Regions from separate parts of the Ostrinia nubilalis genome. Here all the other regions are linked to region 3. Evidence: chromatin contacts called from public Hi-C data. All regions are on one chromosome and are shown on one strand. Each heading gives the region's core, a stretch centred on a gene start, on an enhancer-like site or on the middle of the called end of the contact. The rest is flanking DNA. Distances are from core to core; before and after follow the strand shown.

The links. Hi-C and Micro-C count contacts between places; a contact is called where the count stands out from the background.
Region 1: a contact with region 3 is called in a Hi-C map of whole body, with 2.7 times the contacts expected there. The contact joins the promoter of LOC135076926 here to the promoter of LOC135076929 in region 3. A contact is called at or near these places in 3 of 5 Hi-C or Micro-C datasets (all in whole body).
Region 2: a contact with region 3 is called in a Hi-C map of whole body, with 5 times the contacts expected there. The contact joins the promoter of LOC135076927 here to the promoter of LOC135076929 in region 3. A contact is called at or near these places in 3 of 5 Hi-C or Micro-C datasets (all in whole body).

Annotation. Positions count from the first base shown.
Region 1 is chr12:10,162,627-10,166,502 of ilOstNubi1.1, forward strand. LOC135076926 (homeobox protein abdominal-A homolog) reads left to right here and starts at 1,803. Exons shown (of 3, transcript XM_063971444.1): 1 at 1,803-2,526. The coding sequence starts at 1,935.
Region 2 is chr12:10,589,188-10,593,250 of ilOstNubi1.1, forward strand. LOC135076927 (homeotic protein antennapedia-like) reads left to right here and starts at 1,390. Exons shown (of 3, transcript XM_063971447.1): 1 at 1,390-1,641.
Region 3 is chr12:10,342,998-10,347,373 of ilOstNubi1.1, forward strand. It overlaps LOC135076929 (homeotic protein ultrabithorax), which reads left to right and starts at 3,069. Exons shown (of 3, transcript XM_063971449.1): 1 at 3,069-3,926. The coding sequence starts at 3,467.

The sequences.
Region 1 (3,876 bases), core at 553-3,052, 180 kb before region 3:
TTATTTTATTACTCGACTTATTCAATTTTTATTTATTTACTATAGATAAAATATGAAAATTTCCAAATGGTCAAGATAATGACAAAAAAAAATGAAAAAAAAATAGATTAATGTTTTTAAAACATTGTCTCGATATTACAGTAGAGTTCATCTCAATTATTAAGATTGGATGCTCCGCTGACCCCGGTTAACGGCCAAAAATCAATTATAAAACAATAAAAAATACCTCTATCGTAAAATAAATGACCCCTTACTGTCCATATCGGAATTCCATACGTTTACGACATAAACATTGCAATAACAACATAAACCCTATACTTATGCAATGCTCCAGTGTCACACAGTCGTACCACCGACCTGATAAAGCTGAAAAGGCAACTAAACTCTATAAAAACCATGCACTAAAAGCAGGTAGCAATCATAAACGTAATAAATAAACAAACTTCTCACGCAATAAACGGTTTTATTTTTATAGCTGTAAAGATTGTTATTGCACATGTGCTCGCTGCGGTTACGACTTGTAAAGATGAATGAAACGGGCGAGAGAGATGGCATTTACTGTGCGAGAGGGCGCGCAGATCTCAGTCGGTCCACGTGGCCGGCGTAACACAAACTGGTGCAATTCATAAAATTGGTTTTATTACTTGTTACTTGCGAGTGAAAATGCATGATAAACAAACCATTATTTTCATATGAAAGTTCATGGGAAATTAAATAATTTTAATACACACATACTATCTTTTGGACTTTAATATTTCATTTTATACTTGAATAACAATTCAAAATACATGATTATTATTTAAAGCTTTGGCTATATTATCATTCCAATTAAAATCTGATTTGCAGTGTTGAAAAAGCTTATATTTATTCATGACATTATTAACAGGAATAATAATAAAAAAAACAATATGTAGGTACGTACATATATTTATGTGTGATTCCTTTATTTATAAATTAGCCAATCTATTTACAATATTCTTCTGTGTTTGATAAAATTGCATTGAGAAACAAAGATTTTCGAAAATCCATAAAGCATTTTTTTATAAAATGTTCGTGATTTAATCTAAATTGCAACCTTTTATGATAATCCATAGTGAGATTTATTATTTATAATTTTTTTAGACTTGAGTACTATGTGAAAATAATAGTCACTCATTTAAATTAATAGTCAGCAATTCGACCAACTGGTAATCAAATATGTTTTGAATAAAAAAATATAAAAATATTTCAAACATTCAACAAAAATAATTTTAGTTGACCAATATTTAAGTGATATTGTTGTTACTTCAAAACAATATTGTTATTGTGAAAATATAAAACATAAAACGTCCATGCCAAACGTTAACTACCATATTGTAGTAAATTACAAGGCTTTAGGCTTATTTTAATTTCATTACATGCGTTTCGAAATTAATACGAAACAATACGGAATCACAAATTTAATGTTAACTAATGCTGCAATTTCGCTTAAAGCCATTCACTTTGACAGCTAGAAATGCCGGAATGGTTTGTGATTGGCGGTGAATGTTCTGCACCGGATCACTATTGGCGTAGACGAGGAGGCCGCGGGGGGCGCGGGGCTCGGCGCCATTACAAACAATGGCCGTCGGAATGGTCGTTAGCGAATAGCTTTTATCTCTTTCTAATATAAGCCACGCAGGTAGGAATTAATGAGACGGAGAGGGTTCCGGCGGGTGGCCCCTCGCGTTGCGTGCGTCCCGCTCGCACGCACGTGGTTGGTTTCGCCGTCTCGCGATCGGCGCGCGGCAGCGGTAACGCTCGCCACGACGGGGAATTCGGAGTCGTAGAGCCTCATACGCGGGCCATAAACGATCCGCGGCCATAGTAGAGGTGCACGCGCGAGAATCGATCCGAATCGCCGGCGATAAACGCATCTCCCGCGAGGCGACCGTCGCGCGCCGCGTCGCCGAGCGATGAGTTCCAAGTTCATCATCGATAGCATGCTCCCAAAGTACCACCAGCAGTTCCACCATCAGAATTTGTTCGCGGGTGCTGGGGCGTCGCCGATAGAGGCGTCGTTGTCGTCGTCGCTGTCGTCGTCGCTGTCGACGTCGCTGTCGTCGTCGCTGTCGGGCGGGCTGGGAGCGGCGGCGCTGGGCGCGGGCTCGCCGGGCGCTGGCAGCCCGCAGCGGTCATCATCTTCATCATCCGCGTCGCCGGGGGCGCCGGCAAGGATGTACCCCTACGTGTCGCACCACCAGCAGTTCGGAGGCTCGGTGCCGTTCTCGGGCGGAGGATTGTCGGCGGCGGATGACAAGAGCTGCCGCTACCCTGCTGCGATGGGCGCGGACCCGATGGTGAACTACGCTTTGGGCCAGCACAATGGAGGAGCGGCAGTGTCAGCGGCTTCCGCAAGCATGGCAGCGGCTGCCCAGTTCTACCAGCAAGCTGCGGCGGCTTCAGCAGCGTCGGCGGCCACCGTGGACGCGATGGGCGCCGCCTGCTCCCAGCCTCCAGCGCAGCCGCTGCCAGACATTCCCCGCTACCCGTGGATGTCAATCACTGGTAAATGCTCCACTCCTTGCATGCCGCCATTCCGATCTGCGAAAAAAATGTCGCTTGAATACTTTTTTGATTATTTTAGTGCCTATCGTGATATTATTTCGCCCCATTAGCTTTTAGTTTAGTTAGACTTTGTCCTCTTAATACGTTGACAATGATTTTGCTAATTACAAGACGCGATTAAATTTTGTGTCACGCATTTTTTATTTCGGCTTTTGTTTATTATGTAGAAAACGTGCTTGAATAAGTAGTAACAAATTTTGTTCAATGTTTCAAAAATACATTTATGTACACGTAAGTACATAATTGAAAAGATGATCATTTCCGAAAATATTCCAATCAGAACTGTTCATCAACACGTTTATTGCTAATTAAACTCGTTTAATGACCGTCAATCATTTATATAACAATAAAATATTTCAGCTGGGGCAGTATAAATGCAATAAAACTGGCCATTATTATTTTTATTGACATTGTGTCATTATATGCCGTTTACAATGTCGTTTTGTATTCAATAGTAGAGCCTATGTATTATTTTACAAGAATACACATTTTTTAGTATTTATTAACTGAAAAATATATTATTTTATTTGAGACTTTTTTATAAAGTGTTTTATGAGGTGCACAGCTTTATATTAAAATGGTTAATTGACAATAATAAAGATCATAACAGATTCTTTTTCCAATATTTATAGACGTCTCCAATTTTAAAAGCTTCAACTATCAACATTTATCAAAAAAAAAATATTTTAAAAATTTAATACCAACTAAAAATAATTATACGCATAAAAACTAATTACTATAGTAATTATAACGCAATCAAATGTTTAATAAACTGCTTAATTACTCTTTTATTACTATAATGTATGGAACCGCGACATTTGAGTAATTAAAACAATAAATATTAATTTTGCAATTTCAATACAACTAAAACAATTAATTTTAATTTACTGCGACCATTAGAACAATTTATATTGGTAATTTATTTGCTATGGATCATTAAAATAATTATAATACATAACGAAAGCTAATTATTTAATTGTGATAATTACATCAAATTTTAAAATAATTAAATAAATCAATTACAGATGTAATTATGTTTCTAAATACTTTTTTGGCATTGTGCCACGCCTACCAATGGTAAAGGACTATAAACACTTCAATTTAACTAATTTCTTTTGGAATATAAATATTTTTGTTATGCAAATCCTAACCTAGGCCAACAACTACATTTCCTAGACCTAGATCGCCTAGATAACATTATAGTCTTGTTGTGAGGTCCACTTAGTACCCAAATACGGCAACCATAAAACTCAAACAGCCTGTATACGCCTTGAATACAATGGCACGATA
Region 2 (4,063 bases), core at 140-2,639, 240 kb after region 3:
TATTTATTTATTTATTTAATATCACTTTTACTACTAATACAAATTTTCTTTTATTCATCTTTGCGTATCTCCTTTTGTGAGTAGATTGAGGTTAAGATAATAAAGCCTATAGAAAACGTCATTATTAAAAAAACTATCTGATATTTTTTGTTTTTCATGGAAACGGCAACGGACATTTAGGAGGATATAATACTTAGGTATATTTTTAACTACTTTCATAAATGCAAGTTTATTAAAGAAATTATCATAGGCAAATACTGTCATTTATTTATTTATGGCTCACAAAACAAGTCACAGTCATATTTAGGCACAAATTACAATCTATAAATTAACCTTAACCGCAACTCTTAGCTGCACCACCTTATTTTAACTGTAACAATAACAATAACCGGTGATTTTTGTATAGAGTTTGACAGATTTTTGACGTTGGTGAAAGTTAAAGTAAGATAGTGCAACTCAGCCTTAACATATTATGAGCACATAATGAATAATGAAATAAAGAGGGTAAGAATTATTAAATTAACCTTATTTTATGCTTACTTTTTTAGTTTCTTTTTACTTTACATAGTAAATGACATTAAGATTACTAAACTGGCAACATTAGTCTAACTGCTCGTCAAGAAATATTACAGCAGTTTCAAAGGCCGCGCGCGTCGCGTAGCAATTTTGAAGTGATATTTTTTAAATTACATTTTTAATCCAGAAATGTAACTGGAAATGTTTTTATGGATATAATTGATATTGCGAATAGTTATTGTAGTTTGCAAGAAACTAAAAATGTGTGCCTACCCTCAAACCCCCATTAGCTTACAAAGATTAAAATAATGTTATTAACGTCAAAAGTCAACAGCATGGCTTATTTATTTGACTAGGATATTGTGTTCTAATTTGGTTCCAATAGTGCTACTGTGAATACTCGTACATTCAGTGAAAAATATACCCAAATTCGCAGGCCGTCTTTCAGTAACAACACGAACGATTTTCGTGACAGTGAGAAAATACACAGTGAGAAAGTGAAAATATTGAAAACTTGGAATTATAGCAAGTTAATATTTGTGGTTGAAGTAATTACAGAAAATAAATGCGACATTGGGTGGTAGCGCAAACAAGTTCTAAACAGCTCCAACTTGACATTTTATCAAAATATCCAAAAAATCGTTTTTTCCCTCTAACCCGTTCAAAACGCCAACAATAGAAGTAGAGCCGCTTTCACCACCCGCATTCTGGTATCAACGTCTGGTGCATCGAACGATACACGAAGAAACTTTACGACGGCCTGCCTGGCTCGGCCGTGGCGCTTCGCGATCACCTCCAATTAATCGGACCGATTAACGTTGTCCAACATCTCCGGATTAGCGGGGGTGGCGTCCTTTTCTGGTAGCAGATTTAGTGCGGCGCCGCGGCGTGCGGCGTCGGCCGGGGGGGTGCGCCTCGATCGTAAACCATCGGCCGCACATTCAACTGACGCGCGCCATCGCGAGAACGCGTTGCGTAACGTATAAACAACGCGAACTGCAACCACGTGTGACTTGCGACATTACGTATTACTCTCATGCCCTAAACGCTGACACGTGAGTGAAACGCAACTGTGAAGTGAACTTGGCGGGATGCGATCGCCGACGGCAGCCGGCGAGGCTTAAGGTGAGTTTATTGCCGATTTACGAGTCTCGGGCGGCCCGGCTGTTTGCCGAACAAACTTTTTGCGATGAACACCGCTTTATAAGCGGCTGGCTGAGGCCGAGTAACCTAAACAAACGGGTAGAGCGTCGACAACATTACAAATGATAACAAATTCGAGCGTACGACTTTGTAACGCAAATATCTTAATCTACGAAAATAGGACTGAAAATGTGTGACGTTAATTGGAAATCATCATACGCATTTAGAATGAGACAGTCATTAAAATATAGTTTTTAGGAACGAGCACTGAGTACAATACACAAACAAAATCTTAGCTCTACCGACCGCGCAAGCGGCTGAGCGGACCAAATTATTGAATTATTAACTTTGTGGGCACGGATAATGTTGTTGATTTTGAAAATCAGTTTCATCGATTTGCAAAAAAGAGTCTTATTGCAGTAATCCAAAAGGCCTATTTCTGTGGGGTGATATTCGCCGCTCTCGCGCCCCGTGTGTCAGAAGTCTCGGCAGATCATAAACAATTTAGTGTAAGGTAAGAGATTTGAATCTCGGAGCAGTTTGTAAATGCTCAGTATCATCTTGAAAATTGTCAATGACTCCGTGAGATGAATTTTCTTTTGCGGAGAGAAAAATTTATTAATAATTCCATTGTTTAGTTTCTTTCAGGCCATTGTTATTGGTGTAGTAAATCCTTTTTGTATAATTTATACCGTGTTAAGAAAAATATAAGATAGAAGATGTAAAAAGTAAATATTTTACCCATTAAAAATGTATATTGTTTTTAAATTAAAAAAGATAATAACGGATATAATAATAATTTAAAATTTTAATAAGAGTAGCGTTATCATATCGATATAAATTAAAAATTAAAAGGCATTTCGCATTGTTTAGATTTTATCACAAGATAGATTAGGCAATTAACATTTTTGTTACTATGAAACCACATTGTTATAATGTTAAAATTCTATTTCTCATAACTAGATAGGTTTACCATAATTAATTACACAATGAATTTATTTTATAATAATGGAAACTGGTAGAATCTAAACATGTGGAAATTAATGAGTCACAGTCTAGAGACCATTTGAATATTATTTCAGTTATTCCTTTAGTCTTTGGAAGTTGCGTGTTAGTTTTTTTTTAAATTTAACCAACTTTTAAAAAAAATATTGCGAGCCGGGTATCATGTTCCCGGTAACAATTTATGGTCTAATTGCCAATACAGCGTTGATTAGGTGCACATTTTTTTGAAAACCCCGACCAATTTGAACTCTATATCCCTCCCCTTAGAATCTATTACGGTCTTTTAATGGATAGGAAATTATAATAAACCTACTGTTATTGGGAGATTTATTCGTTACGCCCAGAATAACAAAACACCTTTGTTAAATTAATGCCAGATAAATACTTGTTCATTAGAAGTTAATTGTTAAGTAGAGTACACACATGGCTGGCTTACGAAATAACACCTGTAAGACAACTATAATTGTTGCCTTAGGCGTTTTAAAGAATTTTTAATTTAATAATAAATTAATATTTAAACACCGGGACATAATACCTCATAGCGATACTGCTAATTGTATTTTGTATTACTTCTTTTTATTTTTATCTCACATAATCATTGATATTTAAATATTTCTGTTGATAAAGCAGCGTTTCTTGTTACTTTAACTTTTTGTTTTCAGTCGGTTAAATAATGTATTACATTTAAATAGCAATATGTACGTATTAAAATTTGAAACTTTATTATATTTGCAAATGTTTATTTGTTTTTGATGATAATTTTTTTGCAATTAATTTATGGTGAAAAGATAAAGTTGATAAATATAAAATTGATGATTAATTAAATGATACTTTAGGTCCTTTCATTGAAAGAGAAAAAGAGGATACTAGTACCTAATGAGACAGATGGTACGGTAGAAGTGAGATAAAAATTACTACTCAAAAGCGTACCCAAAACTATTAATACCAACAACACTTCTAATATTAAAAACCATAAGAGCTAAAAATGCTCACAGGAAAAAACTACTACTCTACTTATTTAACTCATTGCAACTGTTTCTGCAACTTAGCAAAATATCAATTTCAATGGAAACGTATAACGTACAATTGAAGAATTTGCAACAAAAACCCATAATTTATCGTATCATTGTTCAAAAAGTAAAAACTGTTATTAGTGCTGAATGACTTTTTAGACGACAGGGTAATTGAAAACGTGTCATAATTATGAACGACGTAGGCGGACCCATTAACATTCCCATAACATCTTTGGCCGAAGACCTTAAATGTACAGTGCAACACATAACTCAACAAATACAGTAATAAAATTAAAATGAACGGCAAATTAATACTCATGAATGACTTAACCTGACTCAAAAATGTAATCAAACGAAACAGTTACGCCAATAATAAGTTTTTTTAA
Region 3 (4,376 bases), core at 1,819-4,318:
TGATTAGCAGGATCAAGTTTTATACTCGAAATTGTAAGAAGCCATTTGCTGTGAGCATCAAATTAAGTGGAATGTATACTTAACAACATCTCACCTCACATTCATGAAGTAATAAGTAATTTAAAATTTTCAGTAGTGTGTTCTGGCTTCAGGCGTTTGGCTCTGCTATTCATTTTTTGCAATGAAATACATTTGTTCGTTCGTTTCAGCCGAAAGACGTCTACTGCTGGACAAAGGCCTCCTCCAAGGATTTTCACAAAGGCTGGTCTTCCGCCGCTGGCATCCAGGTGACTCCCGCGACCTTCACCAGATCGTCAGTCCACATAGTGGGAAGCCTGCCCACGCTACGTCTTCTGGCTCTACTCAATAACTTTCCTGCCCCAGCGGCCGTCAGCTATACAATTAAATACATAATGTATTTTTAATAATGAAAAAAGTTACTATAATACAGCAGCAGACAGTCGAAACGGAAAGTAGCGGCACCATTGCTGACATTACCTACTGGATTATAGTTTTCTTGACGTAGGCACTAGGCACTCGCCTAGACCGCAATTTTCTAAGTTATTGAGTAAAGTAAGTGCATAATTGATTAACCGCAACCTAACCAAGTGTTATAAGCTAAGTTGTGGTTTGTGGGAGAACTTACTCGTGATTGATAGCATCAACCACACTTAGAAGTGTGAAAACTTACGCGATGGTTATGTAGATACAATTTTGACGCATATTTTCAGTGTACTTATCTACTCGTAGTCCCCTGGAGTGGACCTTTTCAAGGCGACAGTTAATAGGCACTTTACAGGGCAGATGTGCACCATCCTAGACTACATCTTAGTTAACATCAGGTGCAATTGCAGTCAAATATCTGTCTTGTTTTACATTAAATAAGTATTCTGTGACCTGAAACGTTTCATTGTGTCCAAATAGGTGAAACCTTTATTTATTTTAGAACTTAAGTAGCCTTACTACATCGTTTTATAAATAAGAACCATCGTCTGTCTGTGATCTGTGTCTCTAGAGCACAAGAAAGTCCTCTGACAGAAAAAATATAGTAAGTGTCAAAATCTGGATGATATTATTGTCTATAAAACTTTCAAGAAAAATAAGAGTTCATGAAATAACCTGCGTTTAAGTACTATAAAATATTTCATACAAATTCTAAGCAAGCCTTGAAGTTCTGAAGAAATGAAAATTAAAGGAAACCGACCGATCGAAGATCGATTTGAAGGCGAAAAAGACATTTGACGTCGTATTTCCTTGGGCTTTTTAAGCTTTTCATAGAGTATCTACTTCTAGACCTTTTCTAATAGATTTCTTCTAGCTTTGAAAACTCACACTTTTCTGGATTTAGCTTTTTAATCAAATAAGTTTTAAAGAGCGAGTAAAATTAGGTCCAAGAGACGTAGAGACTGTCACTAGATTGATTTGTTCCCCTCTTATTAAAAGGTATAATATGAAAGAAAATAGCTTTTCTGTAAATATGGAAATAGCTGTGTAGAATGTCATTGTATATCTTTTTACTTAGGTATTGACAAAATCAACTGCTATATTTGCAACACGCAAACTTAGTTCAAATGTAGAGTTGCCAGTCACTTCAAGAATTCTCCCACAAATTCGTTATCAACTTCATTTCGGGAATTCTTACCCTTGCTCTGGATCCCAAGTATTTGTGGGGTTATTTTCAAGAATGTAGAGTCACTTACTTCAAGAATTTTCTTACCTCATTCGGTAGAGAGTGCGTCGTAGTGAAATTTTCTTATGTCTTACGGCCTAAATAAACACATTCTTGGCTAATAGACTTTTCAAAAATATAGAGACCTTTTTGTCTTGACTTAGCTGTAATTTATGCTTGATTGAAGCGATTTTCACATTAAAATCAGAGTAAATTATGCTACTTACGTAGTTACCGTCACTGGACCAACTGGATGCCTGCTTGCCAGGAAAGCCACCATTTCGTCATTTCCCACTGAGTGCGCATTTTTTAATAATCACAGGCAATTAGATGTGATTATCTTTTTGTCTGCAGACCACTTTATAATTATGTACTTTACAAGTTAATTACTTTTTACGTATCCACCAGCGCCATCTAGCGGGGCGGGGACTATCGAAAAAGGCTTTATCTAAGACGTGCCGGTATCTGTACGAGCCTAAATTGACCAATTATAAACTGGGGGAAAAAACCTCGGCTGCGCTCAACCTGTTTTATCGGCAAATATTTGTTTAAAGTTGTAACTGCAATAAAAATGCGAGCGTGTCTCATGGTAGGCCAGCACCAGGCAATTCATTCGTTTGATGACTTCATTTGAACGCGCGAACTGAGCTCTTGTGATAATGCGCTATTGTTTACCCACCGATAGTGCGCCTTCCCTGCACGCGCCACACAGCGCTGGATAGAGACAGCAACACTTTGCGCTGCACCGACTACGCAACCGCACTTGCACGATCCACTCCCCATCTCGCTCGCGCTTACGCCCAAACCTAAAATCAGAGCGCGAGGACGCTACGACTCGTAAAAACAGGTAGTAGAAGAAATAATAATCATCTTTACGACTTCTCACTCTATTCAGCACCTTGTTACGATATTGCGCGCTCATTGTGGCCCGGTCGAGGAGTGGTTGTAAAATCTTTTCTTTACTCGCCCGTTTCACTAATTGTACGTTTATGAGTTTACGACTTTGCGGCTTAACTTTTCAGTAGTAGTCATTATTGGGCTCTTGTCGACCCTTTTTTACGACTTGGGTCTTAGCTACTTAAAATTGCAATATTGAGTAATTGTTAACAGTAAAATCTTTAAACGCTTTACTTACTTTGAGATTTGTTTTGGTTTCTTATCAATGTAGAGAAATACCGGTATCGGTTTGTAATTGTAATTGAGACGTCGATAGACTTGCAAGGGTTGCAATACAATAGAGGCAGACCACGTGCTTCAGTAGGTGTGATAAGAAAGGGAAAAGAGAGCGTAACTGATAATATTTATAGTCATTAGCGAAAAGGGGACGGAACAATCGGTCGAGTTGCGATCGCAGGCCGCGCGCGGGGCGGCGCGCTTGTCAGTTGACTGCGTGAGTCGGGCCGCGCCGGTCGCACACCGCCACAAGCGCGCTCCATCGCACGCCACGACAAACTTCGCTCGCGAGACTCGCGACATCACCCACAATACGACAACAAACAGTCCCACTGTGACCACTTCAGACTACCCGGCGCCGTACGACCGTTTAAAAGCTCGTAAAACCACGGCACGCGCTCCCGACTCGTAAAATAATCGTAAAAAGTAAACACACGTCGACTGGCCTTTATCGCCGGCCCATTATGACGCTCGAGTGACGTTTAAGAGGCAATAAAATTAATAAAATTAAATTTCATTGTCTGGTATTTGGTGTGACATTGGCGGAGGTCGCGTTATCACCGCGCGCGGGACCGCGATGACATAAGTGTTGCCTAACTTAGTGAACGATAGTGACTGGTCAGAATGAACTCCTACTTTGAGCAGGGTGGCTTCTACGGGGCGCACGGGGTGCACCAAGGCGGCGGTGGCGGTGACCAGTACAGAGGGTTCCCACTGGGGCTGACGTATGCCCAGCCTCACGCCCTGCACCAGCCGAGGCCGCAAGACTCTCCTTACGACGCCTCAGTGGCAGCAGCATGTAAACTATACGCTGGAGAGCAGCAATATGCAAAGGCTGACTGTTCGAAAGCCGGTGGAGAGCAACAGAATGGCTATGGAGGGAAAGAATGGGGCTCTGGGCTGGGGGCTCTCGTGAGACCGGCAGCCTGCACACCTGAAGCACGGTACAGCGAGTCCTCGAGTCCTGGCAGAGCTCTCCCCTGGGGCAACCAATGTGCACTTCCCGGAGCCGCCGCAGCCGCCGCTCAACCAGTTCAACATCAACCCACCAACCACACATTCTACCCTTGGATGGCCATAGCAGGTCAGTGACTTCATTTTTTACTAAACTTTTTAATGTTAGAGATTAGTCTCGATTCCATACTCTCGAAAGTTATAATTTATTACTTCATTATGAATGTAAATATGTAAAAATATCATCTAAATCATTAATGAAATATAAAGGGAAATAATTATCTAACTGATTAATAGAAAAAAAACAGCATACATTCTCCAAGTCCGAATGGCGCTAAAATGTCGCTGTCATAGTCCAATTCAGTTGGATGCAGCTAAACGACCGGTTCCGGTCTTGTAAGAGAGCGCCCAATAAGAACGCTCGCAGGTAGCGCCGACTTGTGTCAATAAAACGCACATAAAACGAACGACCCTCGTTAACATCTTATTAGCGCCGACAGATTTGAGTGTCATTATAATTTACGACAGTCGTCAAATTAAGCAATATTGTCAATGAATTTACAAATTTTGATTTTTAGGT